Linked DNA regions of Anas platyrhynchos: region 1 is linked to region 2. A link is a contact called in public Hi-C data. All regions are on one chromosome and are shown on one strand. The core of a region is the stretch at or near the end of the contact, and the rest is flanking DNA. Distances in the headings are between cores, read along the strand shown.

Region 1 (4,716 bases), core at 553-3,052, 160 kb before region 2:
GTTCTTCTCATTTTCATACCTGCTTCCAGCATCAATCCAAAGTCCAACCTCATCAGGGAAAAAAAGAAAACATTTTATCAGCCAATCATGCAGCTTTGCTGTTTTTCCTGTACAAAACAAACTTAGATTTTCAAGACCTACTTTTAAACAACTTTTTCCTTAGGTTAAACCAGGTTTTCAAGGAAAAAAAAAATGATCTTCACAAAAATCGAATCACAAATCACTTAGGAAAACCTTCATTTCCCATCTTGTAACTTAACAATAATTGCTAATAAACATTGATAGAATCCAACTTAGTTCCACAAGGAAACAAACATACATAAAATTATGAAAAAACATTCCCTTTACAAGTTACCTACTGTGCATGTTGAAAGTCCAGAGTCTTCAGAAGCTACTTGCAAGCCATTTTCCAGAGGACTCACCCTAGTTTCAGGAACATTTAAGACTACTTCTGTTGCTGCCTTGGAAACTCTGAACCTGCCTGTTCCTACATGTACAGACTGTAAGAAAAAAACATCAGTCATGTATACACTGTAAGTTATATCCTAGTATGCACTTCCAAAAATGTATTCCTGAACTTAAATGTAAGTTCAGAAATCTATTTTAAAGCATGCATTTTCAAAAATATTTTTTACACAGAGTTATTTGCCAATATTTAATTTGGGAATACATTAACTGACTTCAGAAAAAAAAGAAAAAAAACAAACATGAAAACAATGAAAATGGAGTAGACTTCATCTCCTTCCCTACAACCAACTGTTCTGGCAGAAAACCTGTAGGAACTTGAATATGTCCTTTAGCATCTGAAATCTTTTTGGGTACCTGTTTTCTAATGTGAATGGAGATCCAATGCAAGGAATTATGTCAAGGACTGCAAACTGGGGGTGTTTATTCTGGAGCAGAGGAGGCTCAGGGCAGGCCTTATTGCTCTTTGTAGCTACCTGAAAGGAAGGTGTGGGGAGCTGGGGGTCGGCCTCTTCTCACAGGGAACTGGTGACAGGACCAGAGGGAATGGCCTCGAGTTGTGCCAGGGGAGGTTCAGGCTGGCAATGAGGAGCCATTTCTGCTCAGAAAGAGCAGTCAGGCACTGGGACGGGTTGCCCAGGGAGGTGGTGGAGTCACCGTTCCTGGGGGTGTTCAAGGAGAGGTTGGACGTGGTGCTTGGGGACATGGGTTAGTGGTGGCATTGGTGGTAGGGGGTGGTTGGACCCGGTGATCTCGGAGGGCTTCTCCAACTTTAATGGTCCTGTGATTCAAAACAGGGGCAGCTATGGAGTCAGACCCGTTTGCTCAGGGGAGGGTGGCTTTTGGTGTTGTTTATTTATTTATTGACTGGAGTCTGCAGCAAGCCCTGGGGCTCGGCACCCCTCAGCCCGGCGCTGCCCGGTCCCCATGAGGGGGCAGCCGCCCCCCTCCCGCCTCCCCTCAGCCGGGCGAGGACTACAGCTCCCGCCATGCTCAGCGGCAGCCGCACGCACTGCCCCCCCGCTAGGACTACAATTCCCAGCGTGCACCGCGCCGCCTCCAGCAAGACCACCACCCCCCCGCCGCCCCCATCGCGGCCTCCCGAGCGCCAGCGCGGGCAGCCACCGAGACGCTGGGGCCCTCCGTGGATCCCCCCCGTCCTCGCCCCGCCGCCTACCCGGTTCCCCGGGCCGGGCGATCGCAAAAGGCGAGGACGCCAGGGCAGGAAGAGCCGCCGCACTGCTAAGCGAGCTGTAGGCGCCGCCATTTTGTGTGGTGGCCGGGCGCTTCCGGCGGGAGCTGCGCAGGCTCCCCTCAGCGCTCCCCTCAGCGCTCCCCTCAGCGCTCCCCTCAGGCAGCGCCGATACTTCCGCAGCTGTCACTGGTCATGTGTCCACCCTGTCGCTGTCCCTTGCTTTGTCCTCAATAAATTAAGAGATTAAAACAATTAAAAGCTGTCTCCTCGTCTCTGTCTGCCCTTTTTCTAGCCCTCGCGGGGGTCCCGGCGGCTGAGGGGGGTAGCCCTGGGGAGTGGGCGAGTTGGTGCTCTCTTCAGGAGCGCGGCTCCCCCTGCAATTCGTGTTTTCGGTGGGAAGTGCCAGCAAACAGCCTTCAAACTAATGGTTAATTGTAAACTGCCACAAAATAGGCCTAAGTGACAAGCACTCTGCTCTTCTAATGCTACTCCCAGAACAAGACAGTTGAGGAAAGTCAGTTTTCTTCCTAAAAGACCGCTGTCAGCTTCACTACATTCAAAGCTGTGTGTTTTACTAGTCAGTCTGTGCTCTGCTGTGGGTAGAGCTTTACACCTGCTGAGGTTTGCTGAGCCTCCTGTTGCCATGTGGGATTCAGTTAGGATAGGCCACTTCAGCATTTCCCATCATTTTCCATTAGACAGAATGAAGCTCACAAGGGAAATCCAGTTATTTAGATAATAATCTAAAGTCTTGTTTTATGAAGTATTCTGGACGTATGGAATGTACCCAAAAGACCGGACTGCTAGGAATAGGACAGCTTCATCTGCACCAATAAACACGATGCTCTGCCAAGGCCAGCTGGCAGGGAGCAGCCCTGCGAGCAGTCCCATGTGCTCTGGCTGCTCAGTGCCAGGCACGGCTTGCAGGAGTGGTACCAGAGCCAAACGAGGGCTGGGAAGTGTTTTAGCCTTGTACTGGTACAGGGAATCTCACTGCAGTGCCAAAGATCGTTCCTGGGCATGCTTTGAGTGTGTGAATTAGATAAACATGCAGAGTCATGCAGAAAGCAGTGCTGTCAGTCTCCACTTCCTGTTCAATTTTTTTTTTTTTTTTCTGCTGGAGATAAGTGATTTTTAATGGCTAATCAAATACTCCCTCAAAAATGAGGTGAGATGAGAGGTGAAATACCACAGAGGGTCTGAGTCCCTCTGTGTTAAATGCAACACACGTGGAAACAAAATGCTATTTCTAAATAAATAAATAAATAAAATCTGTACAACACTCAATGAGGGAAGCACTAGGTTTTGGTACTACTTTCCAAACTCAGGATCTCCCCCCCGCCTCAGACAGCAGCTCAGTAGTTGTGACAACCTCTGCCTCAGTACAGACACTACAGAGCTTTTCTACTGCTGTCTTGCTCTGCTCCAGAAAGAAAGAGAAAGCTGAGCTGTGGGTAGATGACCTGAAGAAACAGAAATGCACCTGGATCTTGGACTCTAGATGTAGTATCAACTTCTCCCCAATTCCTTCAGTGTCTGCCTTTTGTGCCTCCTGTGTTTTGCTTTTTAATATATGCAGCCAGATTCTGAATGAGCTCAGTGCTTGGGGTTGACTAGTGTCCTCAGTCACTCTGTCTCTTGGCCAGGGCTCTGTTTGCATGTTGAGCTTCAAGTAAAGTGAGAACTGAGGATCTTTCTGCTCAGTATGAGTTACCTTCTATAACTGCCAAGATCCTATTATTCAGAGTCAGTTCACAAGAGCTGTCAGAAATGGTGTTCTCTCCCCCCTGAAATATTAATTTTAATGTAGATTTTAGGTGACAAAAGTACTAGGAGTTGAAAAAAAAAACAGTGATGATTGCTAGTAGCTCCAGAGTTGTCTCAGAAGCAAAAGTTTGAGGAGGTTATTCACAATTACGTACATCGTCAGACTCCAAAACATGGGACAATTTCAGAAAAGTTACCATATTAAAATATATTAGTTTTTGTTGTTGTTGTTGTTTTCTGGAATATTTTTTTTTTTGGGGGGGGGGGGGGGGGGCAAGTTCTTATTCCCTTAGCAATTGAGAATGAAAATATTCTGACTGACCAAAAAGTTTTCACTGCCACGGCATATTCTGTGTGCTTAAACAGAAGCTTTGATTCTGCAGAAGGGCCCATCCAGTTTGTATCTCTAGGACTGGAACTGCATGAAAATACTAAAAACAAAAGCACAGCATAGTGAATATATTTAAAAATAAAAGTGGAAACTTGTTTTGTTTTTACTGTTGTTTTGCTGCCCATACTATTTTAGTACCCACATAACCTATGTCACAAGCATTTTGTATCTGCAATGTAGGCACAGCCTTTTACCAGAGAATTTACATTGAAGGCAAATTAGTTTCTGGGGAATAGAAAATCTATCCCTACATGAAGCTAGTTGCTTTTTTTTTCTTCTTAAGATTAGTTTCTCCCTTTTTAGTTTATGCATATTCAAAAGATCCATCCAGTTCCAGGATTCCCTATTTCAAATATATCTCTGTCAAGCTGTAAAATAAAAAAGCAAAGCACCAAACTGTGTGTTTGAAAGTTAAAATTAATCTTCCCTTCCATTTTACAGTTAGATCTAACTGATCTCATTATGCTGGGATTTATCTCAAAGACATTTTACCAGACTTCACTAAGCCATTAGCCATCCTAGAAATTTGAATCCTTGCTAGACATAGAATTACAGCTTAAGATAAACTGATTATCCTCATAATATGTCTCCTACTTAACAAAATAGCAGTGTCTCATATGTAAATGCAATCTAAAATTTAGCATTCAGCAAAGGTCATTACAGCGATGCAACTTCAAATCAAGAAACGTTGTTATTCAGCTGAAAATGCAACAAAATAAAACAAATACCATTGCTCTAGCAGTACGAGATGAATATATAAATATTATTTGCTAAACTCCTCCAAAACACTATTTTTTAACTGTTTTTAACAATCTCTTTTTAGAGGTAGATTATTTAAAAGCAGGCTATTATAACAAAGAATGCTCACAATATCCCTCTGGTTTAGGTAAACAGTATT
Region 2 (4,623 bases), core at 1,504-4,003:
GAAAGCAGAACAAACTGAATCAAGTTCTTAAAAGCTACACAAGACAAAAACATTTTTCATTTAAGAGCTCAGACCAACAAATTAGTAATTCTATACAACATTACTGTGAATTATTGCATCCATCAGAACAGTGAAAAACCCAGTCACAAATGGATGAAAGAAAAACTCAATTTAAAAAAAGAAATCATTTTGAAAATTAAAGTATAGCTTTAATAATGAAAACTAATGTCATGCAAAATTATGACAAAGTGTTGATTATCAATTTTCTGCCACCATATATCAAAATACCTACTGTCATTCTTGTTAAATATAGCTTTATATGCAGATTTTTAATTGGTTTACTTTGTAGACATAGTTTTGGTGAAGGTTTGCAATGAAAAAACCCACATAGTTGCTCTTTCTATCAGTGTAACTGTTCTCATTACCTTGGTTATTCAGGCCTCTACACTTGGACATAAGTCCCAAACTATATAAGGCCTTGAAAAATGAGTGATAAGATCTCTATTTTTATTTCTTTCCAATAGAAATGGAAAGAAAGGATAAGACTTGGGTGCTGCACTATGGACAGATTTGGGAAGTAAAGGTGATAGAGAGCAGGGATAACCTATTTATTAGTAATGAGTCATGTGACATATTTTAAGTCTACTTGAACAAAACAGAACGAGTCACATTCTTGTGCAACTATCATGTGAATTTAATTCTATTCTTACTAAGTTAAACTTGATTTATGATGGAATCATGCGACAGGTCAGACTTAAACCCTACTCTGTCTGTTTTTACTTTGCTTACATCGACTTCAAGTGAATTGCACAAAATCATTGGTACATGAAATGACATATGGCCTACTAGGATCAAACTACCGTATGTCAACTGACATCCATTTTGTTATTTTAACATTGTCATTCTGTGGGGAAAAAAGTTAATGCAAAAATTAAGTCTGCTGCCCCTTCCAGTGTTATGCTACATACAAGAACATGTTCTGGATGATATAAGAGGTATTCTGACAAACAGCACCCAGTCTTGCAGATTCCATGCAAAAATGTGTTGCAAAAGATTAGCTAAAGAGGCTCATTTGACATCAACTGTATTGTAGCCAAATTATACTGTGACCTCACCAATCCATACTTACTAAGCTTTACACCTTAAGTAAAGGTTACAGAAGGGACCCTTGCCTCAAGACTTTTGATGTGATACAATGAATACATAGTAGTTCTCAAATAACGTAAAATATTTTGTTAATATTTAAGAAAATCTGGTTATCGGAAATGCTGTGCTAGAATTATAGATGTAACAACCAATGCCTACAATCCTTGTAGATGCTGCTGCTCAAAATAATTCTACAGAACCTAAGCATCAACACTAAACAAAACCAATGATATTAGGAAAGAACAACTTGAAACTACAGCAACCTGTTGCTCCTGAAAGTGACAGTAATTCATTTTTTTCTGTATTTTTGACATCTCTAATGAAATTCTAACAAGCAGAGACCTTAAAAAAAACATAAATTTAGATTGCATCCGCCCTAGAAATGTTTCACACCAAATACTCTGCTACTCCCTCAGTCACCAGCATTGACTCTGACAAAGTGTAAAACTGCTGTGGCATATACCCAAGGCAACAAATAAAAGCCACTGTCATTCTAGACTCTATAATCTAAGCCTTTTCTGAAGGTATTTAAGCAACCTGCAGTGCACCCTGCCAACTTAAGCAGTGCTATTGTTGCTATCAGCATGACAAAAGTAAGAGCTAGCCATGATTTAAGGAAAAAAATATACATTCTATACAGTTTGGGTACAAAATGCCTGCCTAGTGGCATTCTTGAGCAGGAAAATGAAAGCCTGAAGCAAAAAGCTACATCTATTACTATGTTATGGTTTTGACTATATTAATATTTAAGATAAATACCTAGTGAGACATCTTATTAAAAACAAGCTCACTGATCAACTTATCTTATTTACCAGACACAAGTACCTTTCTTAAAAATGCACAGCAGGAAGAAGAAAATTCATCGCAGTACACAATAAAAAGAAATATTGAGTCAGCTAATGACTATAAAAACCACTACCAGTATAATAGATATTTGTTTCAGAACAACCCAAGTTAAGGAGTCAGACTGCTCAAGTAAAAGACTAAAATATATTCTAGATGGGGAAGCAGGAAAAAATAGGGTTGCTCTTCTGCTGAGACGAAATATGTTTTCAATCTCAAATTATTTAACTTTTATGATTTTTTTGGCAGAACATAGATGTTTGGCTCTGTTAAATAAGTGATATAGAAAAGTCCCTGTGGCACAGATTAGCTAATGACTCCCCAGTCAAACAGATTTGATTATTTTTGTCCGTCAAGTCACCAGCTTTTCTGGGAAAACTCCCTCCCTTCAGAGTAAAGCCTTGGGAGTTACAGTTTCTGACCACATGCTCAAGCTCCCGCAGACTCTTATGCTTTAAAGAAAAAAAAAGGATCAGTCCATCATCACAAATCAGACTTGATTTCACACCTGACCGTACTTTCCAGATGAAAACTAACACCTTGCTATGTTTAAATAAGACAAAAACAACTCCTTCCACACATTCTATTTTTCTTGGCTTTGTTTTTCTGTGTGTTATTCTGTTCAACCATTTTACTAATACCTTCTCCATTTTCACACCCTTAAAATATTTTCTACATTTTTAGTGTCTTCTACCACATCCTTCCCTTCCCCACCTCCAGGAGGGGGCTGGAAATGCTGACAGAGCCATAACTACATAATGATGACTACATCTGATGGAAGAAACACCTCAGGTGGTCACACAGGGGAGATGTAAGGCAAACTGATGATTAACAGAAGTGGCCAATTGAGAAAAGAAGTCTCACACTATCCTTTCTAACTACACATTTTTTTCTAATGAGCAGTAATGTGAGCCAGAACTGTTCCATAGCTGCAAATTCCTGTTAAAATTACTCACTTTGAATTCCTACAGTTTTGCAACCATAAGACTAGCTTCTAGCAGTACTACATACTGTATAAATATTGATAATCACAAAGAAGCACTTCAGATTAATCTGCATGAAGTTTTATTGCTTCAGAAGGACAGCATGCCTGAAAAAAAACACACCACCAAAAAAAAACCCACAAAAAACAACAATTGAATGATTCTAAAATTTCAAAGCAAAACCGTTACATTTCTCATTGTCATGTACATCTACATCTCATGATTTTTCTACCATACATATTTTGATCAGCACCACTAAGACAGGATCTGAAACAAACTCCCTTGACTCCACTGGTGTAACAAACTACTTTGGAACAAACGACTAAGCAACACCAAGTCTAATTTAAAGATGATCACCATGCTAGTAGGTTGCAAACAGCATGAATCCACAGTGGTCAAAGCACTCCCCCTAGATAGCACTGAATCTTTTTCACTGGTAGAAAGCAAGGATTCCAATTTCCAAATCCTTCCAGTGGAAGCCCTCTACGGGAAGATATAACAGGCATTAAGAAGGCTGTAAATTATCTCTGCTCTTTTATTTTCTGTGATCGCTAGTGGCTTAGGATGGATCCCAACTCCCCTAACTAGTAAAAAGGCCCAAAGGAACTAATAATCGGCCAGTACTGATGGTCCAACTGTGGCATGAGAGCATGTCAAACATTACCCACTCTGCTTTACGCTAGGAGGTCTTGTTGGGATGAAATAATGTTCATAAAGAAATAGCAATAAATAGCTCAGCTACAGCAGCCTCAGGGCTCCTTTGTACACAAAAAGGACGGCTAGCATCCACTGCAAAGAAATGCAGGTAATGTTCACAGCTTTTGGAAAATCCAATGGCGAGTTACTTAATTTTCAACAGGAAGTTAAAAACAGCTCACGGCTGACTCTACACAAGTCACCATATAATCTCAGAGCCCAATCTACAAGGCATGCAATAGCACTAAATGGCACTCTGCAGAGGCAATTCCGGACTACTGGAACTTAACAGCCTGGTCTCAGTTCTATCTTTGGCTAGTGAGAGCTACAAGAACTCTTTCTGCTTCTTCCCAGTGCTGCTGGTTTTAAGGGTAGTTAGTGATTTTGACAGCCTTCTGCATGCATCCAAGCTACTTCCAGCCTTGCCTCCACATGTTCATGTATCAATACTTCTGACTGAATGAACCCTACCTAATGCAACCAGATGCATGGGTATTATGACTGAACATTCAAATTGAGCCTAAGAACCAGACTGGGTGTGAAAACTACTCTTATGTAAAGGATCCTAACTGCACTATCCTAAATAATGGAGAATTGACAACTCACGTTAAGAAACAAAACCAGATTAGCATAGCACGAGGCTTGTCTCATACTGCCACCTGCTGAAAAAGGCAAGCTACTTCTCTAAAACTTTCTGCTCATGGTTATTCTCACTGCATCTCAGCAGGATTACATGTGATTGATTACTGCATTTCCTCAGCTGCAAACAAATATATGAAACTTTCTATTCTTAATTCTTACTACATAAAACTGGAGTTAGGAAGCATGTGCAAGTATCAGGTCACTCACTATTCATAAGATACTGAAATAAACTCAGGTGCCTACTACAGAATCTAGGTGTCTAGACATCAGCCAAGTAAAAAGCTCAGGACCCTTGTGAGGGTCTAATAATTAA

Evidence for each region. Hi-C and Micro-C count contacts between places; a contact is called where the count stands out from the background.
Region 1: a Hi-C map of skeletal muscle shows a contact between it and region 2, with 2.4 times the contacts expected there. The contact joins the promoter of PMPCB here to the enhancer-like site in region 2. A contact is called at or near these places in 2 of 8 Hi-C or Micro-C datasets (both in skeletal muscle).

The regions. Positions count from the first base shown.
Region 1 is chr1:13,251,110-13,255,825 of IASCAAS_PekinDuck_T2T, reverse strand. PMPCB (peptidase, mitochondrial processing subunit beta) reads right to left here and starts at 1,802. Exons shown (of 13, transcript XM_027459487.3): 1 at 1,643-1,802; 2 at 360-500; 3 at 1-48. The coding sequence starts at 1,732.
Region 2 is chr1:13,092,276-13,096,898 of IASCAAS_PekinDuck_T2T, reverse strand. All of the region lies in intron 3 of FAM185A (family with sequence similarity 185 member A), which reads right to left. Among named protein-coding and RNA genes, the nearest start is that of FAM185A, 23 kb to the right of the region's middle. Within about 2 kb of position 2,753, at least 2 of the 8 cell types and tissues checked have an H3K27ac peak or open chromatin away from gene starts, as enhancers often do.